2 separate regions of the Danio rerio genome follow, and region 1 is linked to region 2. Evidence: chromatin contacts called from public HiChIP or PLAC-seq data. All regions are on one chromosome and are shown on one strand. Each heading gives the region's core, a stretch centred on a gene start, on an enhancer-like site or on the middle of the called end of the contact. The rest is flanking DNA. Distances are from core to core; before and after follow the strand shown.

Region 1 (6,456 bases), core at 2,561-5,060, 820 kb before region 2:
TCTAATTACTTTAATATTGTAATCTAATTAAATAATCCAGATTACATCTAATCTGCTGTTATCCAGCTCTGGATATGCCATGAAATATTAGATCTGAAGAGTGTGTAGTCAGTGATATCATCTGTTAGATCACACATTAATGGTAAAGTATTCTGTTGGATTACATGTAGATTACTTTTTGATTATGAGTATTTAAAAAGATTACACTAATTACCTGATTTTTTGGTATCTGGTTACATAATTCAGATTACAAATATTAATAGCTATTATCCAGCTCTGGATATGTCATGAAATGTTAGATCTGAAGAGTGTAAAGCTTCAGTAATATAATCTGTTAGATTACACTTTTACGCTAAAGTAATCTGACTACTTTTGGATTACTTTTGAACTATAATCTGCTATATTACACATTTATGGTAAAGTAATCTGAGTATTTTGGATTACTTGTAGATTATTTTTTGATTATGGGTATTTAATGTAAGTAGTTTATTCTAATTACTTTAATTTTGTAATCTGATTAAATAATCGATTATCCCGCTCTAGATATGTCGTGAAATATAAGACCTGAAGAGTGTGTAGCTTCAGTAATATAATCTGTTCTAGATGACGTGTTTATGGTAATCTGACTACTTTTGGATTACATTTAGATTACATTTGAACTGTAGTCAGATATCAATTATATGACTAAAATTGTAGTCAGTGAGATAATCTTTTAGATCAGTCATTTATGATAATCTGAGTACGTTTAAATTACACCTACTGTAGATAACTTTTTTGATTATGGGTATTGGGTAGTTTGTAATCTAATTACATAATCCAGATTACATATAATCTGCGATTATCCAGCTCTGGATATGCCATGAAACATTAGATCTGAAGAGTGTGTAGCTTCAGTAATATGATTCTTAGATTACACATTAATGGTAAAGTAATCTGACTACTTTTTGGATTACATTTAGATTACTTTTAAACTGCAATCAGATACTTAATATAAATTACATGATTAGATGTGTCGTCAGTAATATAATCTGCTAAATTACACATTAATGGTAATGTAATCTGGGTACTTTTGGATTACATGTAGATTACTTTTTGATTATGAGAATTTAAGAAGTAGTTTACACGAATTACCTGATTTTTGTAATCTGATTACATAATCCAGATTACATACAGTATAATCTGCTATTGTCCAGCTCTGCATATGTCATGAAACGTTAGATCTGAAGAGTGTGTAGCTACAGTAATAAAATCTGTTAGATTAAACTTTTACGCTTAAGTAATCTGACTACTTTTGGACTACATTTAGATTACTTTTGATTATGGGTATTTAATATAAGTAGTTTACTCTAATTACTTTTATTTTGTAATCTGATTAAATAATCCAGATTACATATATTAATAGCTAATATCCAGATCTGGGTATGCTGTGGAATATTAGATCTGAAGATAGTGTGGTTTCATTAATATGGTTCGTGAGATTACACATTAATGGTAAAGTAATCGGACTACCTTTAGATTATATTTAGATTACTTTTTAACTGCAATCAGATACTTAATATAAATTACATGATTAGATGTGTCACCAGTAAAATAATCTGGTAGATTACACATTAATGGTAATGTAATCTGGGTACTTTTGGATTACATGTAGATTGCTTTTTGATTATGAGTATTTGAAAAAGTAGTTTACACGAATTTATATTCTGATATTTGTAATCTGATTACATAATCCAGATTACATGTATTAATAGCTATTATCCAGCTCTGGATATGTCATGAAATGTTAGATCTGAAGAGTGTGAAGCTAAAGGTATATAATCTGTTATCTTTTACAATAAAGTAATCGGACTACTTTTGGATTACATTTAGATTACTTATTTAGATTAACATTTAGATTAACAGCAGTCAATAACTTAATATAAATGACATGATTAAATTTGTAGTCAGTAATATGAATTGCTAGATTAGACACTTATGCTAAAGTAATCTGACTACTTTTGGATTACATTTAGATTACTTTTGAACTGTAATCAGCTACTGGTTCTAAACGACGTGACTAAATGTATATGCAGTGATGACTCAAATGATTTTTTTTGTCTTGTTTTTCAGCCATTAGACATGAACTCAGTAGAATTAGCACGACATAATGTCCATAATTCCCTGGTCCTCCATCTTTTCTGAGAGCCCCGCAGATCCTGCTGTAGCCGACCACTGAAGCCGCCGGCAGCGTTACAGCCGTATTAAAGCAAACGCTGCTCTAACATGTCTGCAACGTTGCAGCAACCTTAGATGTGTTACGTGGAATGAAGGACACTTGCACTGACCTTACTGTTTTCTGGTACGAGTTGATCTTCGGTGGCAGTCTTTTCAAAGTCTTTTGCAGAAACTGAAGAAAATAGAAAAAACGTCATGTCATTTTAGGTATTTTCATTTTGTCATTGTTATTATTATGCATATTATTATTATTATTATTACAGTAGTTGTTGTTTTAGTAGTAGTGGCAGTAGCAGTGTGTTGATGTAGGTAGACCTGTAGGAATTAATAATAATAATAATAATAATAATGATGATAATAATAATATATTTGCACATCACGTCAGAATTAGCCTTTTGATTTCCCTGAGCACATTTCTCATACCTCTCTCACTACTTTTTTAAAAAAGTTTTTTTAATCCTTTTTTTTTGCCATGGAATATGTATTTAATAGGAGTTTTTTAATCTGAGGTGATGCGCAGGAGTTCTTCAGTTATTTCAGTCTAATGAACAAACATCGGAGTATTTGTGATCATGTTGTTAATAAAATGTTTATTGGCTGCAAGGATGTGGTGACGTATTGTTCTGTTTTAATCTTTTCTTTTTTCTGACCAAGTGCTTCCTGGTTTGAAAATAAATAAATAAAAATTAATAAATAAAGGAATAAAAGATATACATGGCATTGAAAAGGAACTGAAATAAACTGTGAAGGATGTCTTGTCTTGGATGAGTGTGTCTTTATCTGTGTGTGTGTGTGTGTGTGTGTGTGTGTGTGTGTGTGTGTGTGCGCGCTGAAGCTGAGGATATGAGGAATAGAGGAACACTCAGATTAATAACACCACTGACCTGTTAGAGACGTCAGGAGAGGAAGAAGACGCCAGAAACACTGACTTTCATCTGTTTATGAGGCGAGTGTGTGTGTGTGCTATTAATAACTCTGTCTGATTATAGAAAGCCACGAATCTAAAATAAGAATTACCATATAACTCATACTTCAGTGTGTGTCAAACACAGGCGTAGCTAACATTAATACAGTGTAAATCTGCTTTTTAAATACTACAGTTATGTAATATAGTTTAAATATATACATATGAAAGACATTTAAACAAGTTTGTTTTCAGTTTAGATGTGCATAATGTTATTTTTAGCCCGCATCATAATATAATCAACTGTATGTAATATTGTACAGTCAAACTAATTTACTTTTTGCTTATAATTATTATTTTTTATATTAAAAAGTACAGATAATCTAATAAATATGGATGATTTATATATTAATTACATATATAAAACACATTTACACACACACGAGTTACTAGTGACATTTATTAGCGTTTATAGAGTTGTTTATAGTAATAAATCCATATAAACAGGTTCCGAATGTAGGGCTTTTAACACGTTAACAAGTTTAATGAGTTGAAAAGAAGAGAAGAGTGGTAAAGCTGTTGTTTACACTCTGTGTTCTCGCGAGATTTGGACGCGGTCCGCATAGAGCCGTGGATCTTTACTCTGTTCTCGCGAGATGTGGCGGCAGTGCGCATGGAGCCGTGAATCGCTGGAGCAGTTGTTTGTACACCGGAGTGTGTGCGCGGGTTAGGGGGTGTGTGTGGGAAATAGTGCGTGTACGGAACCGCTCCGTGACAGCGGCACACGGTTAACGATGGCGTCCGGCGAGACGCTGTACATCGAGGCGGAAGGCGCGGCGGTGCCCGCGGAGCTGGTGGAGCTGCAGGAGATCGAGGTGGAGACCATCGAGACCACCGTCATCGGCGGAGAAGATGAAGATGAGGACGAAGAGGAGCCGGCCATGATCGCGCTGCAGCCGCTGCACACCGGGGACGGGGAACCGGGCGTCATCCTGCTGCAGACCCGCGAGGAGGTGGTCGGAGAGGACGCGGAGCTGCGCGGGGACGCCTTCGAGGAGCAGATCCTCATCCCGGTGCCCACACCCGGCGCAGACGCACAGTACATCGGCCAGACGCTGCTGACGGTCGCGGGCAGGAGCTCCGGGGGGCGTGCGGGACGGAGGGCGGCAGCGGGAGGCAAGAAAACCGGCAAGAAGAGTTACTTGAGCGCGGCGGAGTCCAGCGGGAGGAAATGGGAGCAGAAGCAGGTGCAGATCAAGACTCTGGAGGGGGAGTTCTCCGTCACCATGTGGGCGTCGGGTGAGTGGGCAGACTCCTGCACTCGTTCCGAGTGTTTTTGTTTTGGTCGGAGGCCATGTTTGTCGCTGGTGATGGGCGCCGCCATGTTCCCCGAGTCCACTATGGCCGCCCGTAAAGATGGCGTCGGTGCGCGGCTGGAAGATGGCGCGAGTGCGCTGCAGCTGTGTGTGTGCAGGCCGCGAAAAGCGACCGTTTAACAGACCCGCGGGTTGAGCTGAGCCCGCGCGCGCCATTCTGGATTCAAAAATATGAGCAAGTGTGACGGTTATCCGTTTATTTTAACGGCTGATACTGAAGAGTTCGCGGAACCGCTGCGGTAAAAGAGCGTTAACTAGTGCTACTAGTTTGGAAAGGTAGGTTAAATAACATGGAGTCTGTACTGCGAGGTTAGCTTGGTCTGATAATGGTAACGATTATGAGTCGGTTACTAGTGCTGTGGAGACAGTCTGGTGGTATTAAACTGTATAGAGTCTGTAAACCAGTGCTACTGGACTAGTTTTGTGTGGTCATACAATGTAAAGTTAGTTAGCTAGTGCTTCTGTACTAGTCTGGTATTGTTTCAATGCGGAGTCTGTTAACTAGTACTGTGGTAATAAGTTAGTCTGGACTCTGGTGTGGTTAAATATTGTAAAGTCTGTTAACTAGTACTGTGGTAATAAGTTAGTCTGGACTCTGGTGTGGTTAAATATTGTAAAGTCTGTTAACTAGTACTGTGGTAATAAGTTAGTCTTGACTCTGGTGTGGTTAAATATTGTAAAGTCTGTTATCTAGTACTGTGGTAATAAGTTAGTCTGGACTCTGGTGTGGTTAAATATTGTAAAGTCTATTAACTAGTACTGTGGTAATAAGTTAGTCTGGACTCTGGTGTGGTTAAATATTGTTAAGTCTGTTAACCAGTAATGTGGTAATAAGTTAGTCTGGACACTGGTGTATTTAATTTTGGGTCCTTATGTTGCAGGTCTAGCTTGGTTTGTTAATGGTGAGTCTGTTAACTAGTATTGTGGGAGTAACAGTTAGTCTGGTGTGGTTTAGTCTGTGGATAACCAGTCTGTTAACCAGTGCTGATAGATGTTTAACAGTTTTAACTAGCGCTTCGGGACTAGTTAGATCTAGTTATACAATGTGGAGTCTGTTAACTAATATTAGTGTTGTTGAGCCAGATTAGAGTCTGTTAACTAGCACTGTGGGAGTAGTCTACTGTGGTTAAACAATGTGGAGTTGGTTTACTAGTGCTACTGGGCTAGTTTGTTGTGGTTATACAATGCCTTGTAATCAATCATTGGATCAATTGAGCTATACATGGACATGAGGTCAGCTATTTTTGCTGAGGCATTATCGAAATATCGGCCATCATGCTTGCATAAATGTGGACAACATCTGGGGCCTCGTGTACAAAGACTTGCGTTGAAATCAAACTAAAACACTGCGTACGCACAAAGCTGTAAATGTGTAAAAAATTCAGATGTATGATATGAAACACTGCGTACGCCGAATTCCAGGCATATTCTCTTTGTACATCCAAATGAACGTGAAACTGAGCGCACGTACGCCAGGCATGAAGTTGGCGTCGACCAGCGCACATTCCCACGTTCATTTCATTGTTAGTAAATCCAAGCGTGAGCGTGAAACCTGTCGTACACAAAGTTTTTGTGCGTACGCAGCGTTGATACATGAGGCCCCAGATCTGTTTACATTAGATTTACAATATTAATGCTGCTGTATACTCATAAGCAGTGGTGTAAATGGTCAGAATAACATCAGATTAATTTCTCAGACCTTGTATTACAGAATAAAGATGATGTGTTGTGACAGGCAGAGTGCTGTGATCAGTGATGGAGCCATGCTGTAGATCCTCATCATCCACTGAAGCGCTTCATGCTTTCTTTCAGATGATAAGAAGGAGCTGGAGCATGAGGTGGAGGAGCACATCATCGGGGAAAACTCTCCACCTGATTACTCCGAGTACATGACCGGGAAGAAGCTCCCGCCCGGCGGCATCCCAGGCATCGACCTGTCCGACCCCAAACAGCTGGCGGAGT
Region 2 (6,539 bases), core at 3,939-6,438:
TATGTGACACAAGTTAAGTAATCAGATTACTTTTCAAGTAACTAGTAAAATATTAAATTAATAATAGTGAGTTACTTGAATCTTCCTGAATTTTCCACCAGTTAGTTTTCTCATTTATTATGGGTAATACAAGTTATGTAATCAGATTACTTACTCAAGTAACTAATAAAGTACCAGATTACATTTACAAAAAGTTATGCCGTTACTTAGTTTTCTCATTTCTTACAAGTAACAAGTTTCTTTAAAAAGTATCACACTTAAGTTACTTTTTGAATTAGTAACTACTAAAGTAACATTACTTTCTAACCTCCAAGAAAATATGTAAATTACTTTCTCCAAAATGTTAAAAATTGCCCAATCACTTTCTTATTTATTGCACAATTTATGTAATTAGATTACTTTTCAAGTAACTATTAAAGTAACAGATTACTTTTTAACTTCCAAAAAAATATGTGTTACTTTTTCCAAAATGTGTCGCTAGTTAAATAGTTTTCTCATTCAATACGAGTAATGCAATTTATGCAGTCAGATTACATTTTCAAATAACAAGTAAAGTAACAAGATTACTTTTGAACTTTTAAGAATATATCTGAGTTACTTAGTTTTTCTCATGTATTGTACGTAATATGAGTAATCAGATTACTTTTTCATGTAACTACTTTTTCATGCAGATTACTTTTTAACAAAGAAACGGCAGTTTCTTTGATTTTACATTTATTATAAATAACACAAGTTATGTAATCAGATTAATTTTAAAGTATCTAGGAAAATAACAGATTACTTTTTAAATTCTAAGAATATATCTGAGTTACTTTTTCGAAAATGTACCGCCAGTTACTTCGTTTTCTTATTCATTAGGGGAAATACAAGTTAAGTAATCAGATTACTTTTTCAAGTAACTAATAAATTAAAGGATTACCTTTACAAAAAGTTATGCCATTACTTCGTTTTCTTATTTATTACAAAGTAACAAACTTAGTTTAAATAAGTAACTAGTAAAGTAACATTACTTTCTAACCTCCAAAAAAAATTTTTTTGAAAATGCTTTTCCAAAATGTATCGCAGGTTACTTTGTTTTTTCATTTATTACAAGTAATGTGAGTAAGGTAATCAGATTACTTTTTCATGTAACTACTTAATTAAGAAATTACTTTTTAAGTTAAAAAAATATCTTGAGTTACTTTTAAAAAAAGGACCGGCAGTTACTTCGATTTTACATTTATTACAACTAATGCAAGTTAGAAAGAAAGTAAGAACGTAACGGATTACTTTTTAACTGCCAAAAAATATGTGTTTCAAAATGTGTCGCTAGTTACTTAGTTTTTTCATTTATTACAGTTATTGCAATTTATGTAATCAGGTTACTTTTTCAAGTAACTAATAAAGTAACAGGTTACTTTTTCAAAAAAGTAATGTCTTTACTTAGTTTTCTCATTTATTACAAGTAACAAGTTTCTTTAAAATGTACTTTAAGAAGTACTTACTTTTAGTTACATTTATTTAAATAAGCAATTCAAGACTGAAATGCTTTACTTTTCAGTCAGTTAACCAAAGTTAGTTAACACTGTTCAATTAATCTTTATTTCTATAGTGCTTTTACAATGTAGATTGTATCAAAGCAGATTAACACGGATGAAGTTCTTGTAAATTGAAACTGCTTTCGTCCAGTTTTCACAGTTGAAGTTTAGTTCAGTGTAATGCAAATGTCACTGCTAAAAGCCTAAAGCTGCTAATAGTTAATGTGAAATTACTAGCCATTTTCTTACAACCCTTAAATTAATGTTCTTCCCTAAAGGTGAGACCAAAGATCAGGTGGCGAACTCAGCGTTTGTGGAGCGCCTCCGTAAAGCTGGTCTGGAGGTGATCTACATGATCGAGCCCATCGATGAATACTGTGTTCAGCAGCTGAAGGAATATGATGGCAAGAATCTGGTGTCGGTCACTAAAGAAGGCCTGGAGCTGCCCGAGGATGAAGAGGAGAAGAAGAAGCAGGATGAGCTGAAGGCCAAATATGAGAACTTGTGCAAGATCATGAAGGATATCCTCGACAAAAAGATTGAGAAGGTATTAGCTGTTAGCATGCAAGACAAACATTTTGAACTGAATACTCTATAGCAGGGGTTCTCAAAGTGGGGGTCGGGACCCCTCGAGGGGTCGCAGGACAATGAAGGAGGGTCGCCTGGTGATTTAAAAAAATCGATTTATTATTATTAAAGCATATAAGAATGACCATATTTTATCCATAACCTACTGAAGAGAAAAAAATAGTCGTTTATAATTACTATATAGTTACTATAGTAGCTTATAGTTACTAGTTCTATTGGATTGCGACCCCAGTGGTAATTACATTATATTAAAGACACAGCAATAGCGTCAGATGCAGCAGATTGATTTTATAACTCCTGGTTAAAGTTTCTGGCCCATTTACCGCACTGACATTAAACGAATAATATACCTGGGTGTATTGGTGTGTGTGTGACATTGCATGCAAGCTTTCTGTATTCATAACCAGGATATTGAGGGTCGCGAGTCACTGGCATCGTCATATTGGGGGTCGCAGGCTGTAAAGTTTGGGAACCCCTGCTCTATAGTACTAGAGATGCACCAAAATTGAAATTCTGGGCCAAAAGTGAAAGTTCTTGGTGCACTTGGCTGAAAATTTAAAACTGAAAGTTTGAGAATGATTTGTTATAGTGTTTTAGTTTCGGTTTCAATCAAGTCGTCCGCATAAGATCAACACATTCAGTTCGAGAAGAAAATTCACATTCACAATTCACAAATTGAAGCAAAAAACATCCTTTGAGTAATCGAGAGCGAGTGACGAGATGCTAATTTTCGTAAACAAAATTACGAATTTGAACTGGTAGATTACACACAAAGTCAATGAGTATGTGAAAAAATAGTAGTAATCCACGCAGAATTTCCAGAGGGTGTATTACTACTATTTGATCATGCATATAATTTGATTCTGAACAGGTCACAGTCTCCGACCATTTAATCTTTAACAACTAAAAAATCATGCGAGCTAATGACTCAAAGCAAATGCCCAAATAGAGGTGAAAATCCACTGGGTGGCACGAATGAGGCAAAATACACAGTGTATTACTATTACTTGCTCATGCATATAATTTGTGTCTGAATAGGTCACCGTCTCCAACCGTCTGGTGTCTTCGCCCTGCTGTATCGTCACCAGCACATACGGCTGGACGGCGAACATGGAGAGGATCATGAAGTCTCAGGCTCTGAGGGATAACTCTACCATGGGCTACATGACCGCTAAAAAGCACCTAGAAATAAACCCAGCACACCCCATCGTGGAGACCCTCAGAGAGAAAGCGGAAGCCGACAAAAACGACAAGGCGGTGAAGGATCTGGTGATCCTGCTGTTCGAGACGGCGCTCTTATCCTCAGGCTTCACACTGGACGACCCACAGACTCATGCAAACCGCATCTACAGGATGATCAAACTCGGACTTGGTAAGTCTGATGGCTACAGAAGCTAGAGAACTTTATTATATAATATAGTCACAGTTGGATTTGTGTATTGCATGTATGGGGGGCCTAACTATGAGAAGAATACTTAATTATTATTTATTCATAATAATTATTATTATTATAAATATTATTAATACTTAATAATGAAGAATAATTACTATTAATATTAATAGTTTTATATAAAAATGGGCCTTTTGGATGGGGGATTTCTTAAGTAATTCATTATTTCACTTTTTATAAATGAATTTTTTGACAAATTACAGTAAAAAAATTATGATATTTTAAAAAGTATTCATAGCAGGGCCGGCTCTAGGCATGGGCAGGGGTGGGCTCAACCAACCCAAATGTCTGTCTTTCCCACCCAGTCAAAAAGACAGCAGTATATACATTTGTTTTTGATTTTCTTTTGTACGATTTATGAATTGATTAAAGCAGTAAGGTGGGCTCTGTGTTGAAAAAGGGGCGTTGAAAGCTCTGACCAATTATAACGAAACACCAAACTGTTTGATTGGCTGTAAGTAATAGCGCGCTCTGGATGCATAAGCCCAGACTGCTTGCCTTCAGGCTGTTACAGCCATAGGTTACACGCCGACATATTGTGTAGTAGCATGTCAGGGCGTCCCGAGTTCGAATCCCTCGAAACAGAAAGATTTAATTATATTTAATGTGTTTTTCTGTAGGCATCGATGACGATGACTCTGTGGTCGAGGAAATCTCTCAACCCGCTGAAGAAGATATGCCCGTTCTGGAGGGAGACGACGACACTTCGAGAATGGAGGAAGTCGACTAAAGAGTTTTAGTGTACAAATAAAATCCGTAATGTAATGTAATTTATTGTTTTTGTATAAAACAATCCAGACATATCACAGTGAATGTTAGCTACTTTAAAGTCCTTGTAATTGCCTTGTGTGTCTGCTCTTGCATTTTATAATTCAAACTTTCTTTTTGTAAACCTAAGCTGAACGTTTTTAATAAATGACTCCTTATAAATAAAGGATCTGACGTTCGTTTTTATTTTGCCACAATTCCTTGCTATCATTATATTGAGAAATATTAAAATCTAGCGTATTAAAGGGACAGCTCACCCAATAAATAAATTACCTCACAATTTACTTTTAAAACTTATAAAAGTTTCTTTCTTCTCTTGAACCCAAAAATAAGATATTCTAAAGATTATTGACCAAAAGCAGCCATTCAAATCTATAGTAGAAACGAAAACTATGTTAAGAATACATCCATATATCAATTATAGCACTATTTTTGTGACACATACTCACAATAATTAGCTGTAAAGGGTATGTTTAAGGTTGTAATTGGTGTAGACGTTAGTAAAACACAGTTTAATATGGTAATTTAATAAGTAAAATTGAAATAGTTTTAAGTTGTAGCTGTAAACACTTATAGCAACAACCCAAAATATACTGTTTAAGTCTGTTAGGTTTACTGCTTGTTCTTTTTTTCAACATTGTTCTGTATATCTTTATGTTCAACAGATAAAGGTTTTGGGGGTGAGTACATAACGACAAAATTAAAATATTTGGGTTGAACTAATTCTTTTAATTATATTAAAAACGACCTCAACTTTTCAGTCAGAATTTGAGAGCGATCTAGAAAATTCATGCACCTCAGTCTTAGCACCGCCCCTTCAGCCGTTGTAGTGTTTGATTGACAGCCAGGTCCCTCCCTCTTCTTCTATTGGAAAAGCGTTAAGAAGCTTCGAGAGGGTTCAGGAGATCCGGCGGCTTCTCGAACAATCTCTGCCCGTGTATATAAGCTCGCCAGCGGACTCGAGAGCGACTAGAACCCGCTGACGCTGGAGAAGAGGAAATACAGCGAATAATTCAACAAAGAAACTCTCAGAATAAACCACTCGAGGTAAGAAGCAATTATAAACATGTCAGCATCTAAATACTCCAACGTTATATTGACGTTTAATCGCATTTAATTAATTTGTCAACTTACGTTTATATGACGGTTGCGATGCTAATTACATAACGAATTATCATTTGTATGTAAGCAAATGTGAATAATGTGCAAGTTTAGAGGTTTTGCTCCACTTTTGATTCACTGTTAATATATTTAAAGTGGGTTAACTTTAATAGTGATATGACAGCTACTTGAATTAAGTCCTCGGGACCATCTGGAGTTGATCAGTTTTACCTCAGAGAGGATTTACATCAGATTAAACCAAGCTATTAAAAGATTTACGATCAATAAACGTGTCGTGCAAGCATTTGAGCAAGTAGATTTGACGGTATGCTATTATTATAAGTGCATGTTTATTTAAATATGCTAACTGTGAACGTGCACGCTAATAATATAACGTTGGCAAACATTTGGAAGTTTAATTAGGTGTGAATTACCGGGTATTTATTGTAATTGCAGTGTGTCATACGCATATTTGTGTTTTATTTACAGTTAGGTGATGTGATGCGCTCCATGTTAATGAACGGAGAGTTTGGTAGCTTCTAGAAGCTGGTTATGCGCGCTCTCAACGGCAGGGGGCGCGCACTCGGAGGAAACGTGCGAACAGTGTGTTCTGGACACAATTCATGTGTTTTTATGCTTAATATAAATGAACTCTCTTGAGGACATCTTTTGCAGAGTGACACCAGAAAAGATTTTAGAATATTTTTTATCATGTATTTACACTAAAAATCTTATTTAATTTATGGTTTCTTTCGATTTTTAATAATATATTTATTATTGAAATATTCCTGCCATGAAAATAGCCTTTGGTACAGACATGGCATTAAATAAAAATAAATTACATTACATTATATTTTTAATATAACTCTGTTCTGTTCGAATTAAGTCTGGTTGTGAGGCGTCATGTGCTTCAGTGTATCGTAAACTGCTCAGTTTTTACATTTTATTTGCATATTATCCTATTTAGTTTCTTATATCTTCATTTATTAATACAATATTAAATGATTTATCTTCATTAATAAATTATTGTCAATTATTGTAACTTCAAAGATGATTGAATGTGCCTTTTTTCCAAAGTCTAAATGAGTAGAATAGATTGAACACACATCATATAC

What was found. HiChIP or PLAC-seq counts read pairs in DNA pulled down with a chosen protein or histone mark.
Region 1: a contact with region 2 is called in an H3K4me3 HiChIP or PLAC-seq map of gastrula embryo, with 4 times the contacts expected there. The contact joins the promoter of yy1b here to the promoter of hsp90aa1.2 in region 2. A contact is called at or near these places in 2 of 4 datasets of contacts at active chromatin or transcription factors (embryo and gastrula embryo).

The regions. Positions count from the first base shown.
Region 1 is chr20:58,304,868-58,311,323 of GRCz12tu, reverse strand. It overlaps yy1b (YY1 transcription factor b), which reads left to right and starts at 3,810. Exons shown (of 5, transcript NM_213120.1): 1 at 3,810-4,417; 2 at 6,307-6,456. The coding sequence starts at 3,913. It overlaps evlb (Enah/Vasp-like b), which reads left to right. Exons shown (of 13, transcript NM_205633.1): 13 at 2,110-2,817. The coding sequence ends at 2,147.
Region 2 is chr20:57,486,248-57,492,786 of GRCz12tu, reverse strand. hsp90aa1.2 (heat shock protein 90, alpha (cytosolic), class A member 1, tandem duplicate 2) reads left to right here and starts at 5,188. Exons shown (of 11, transcript NM_001045073.1): 1 at 5,188-5,370. hsp90aa1.1 (heat shock protein 90, alpha (cytosolic), class A member 1, tandem duplicate 1) reads left to right here. Exons shown (of 11, transcript NM_131328.2): 9 at 1,796-2,064; 10 at 3,144-3,477; 11 at 4,176-4,489. The coding sequence ends at 4,285.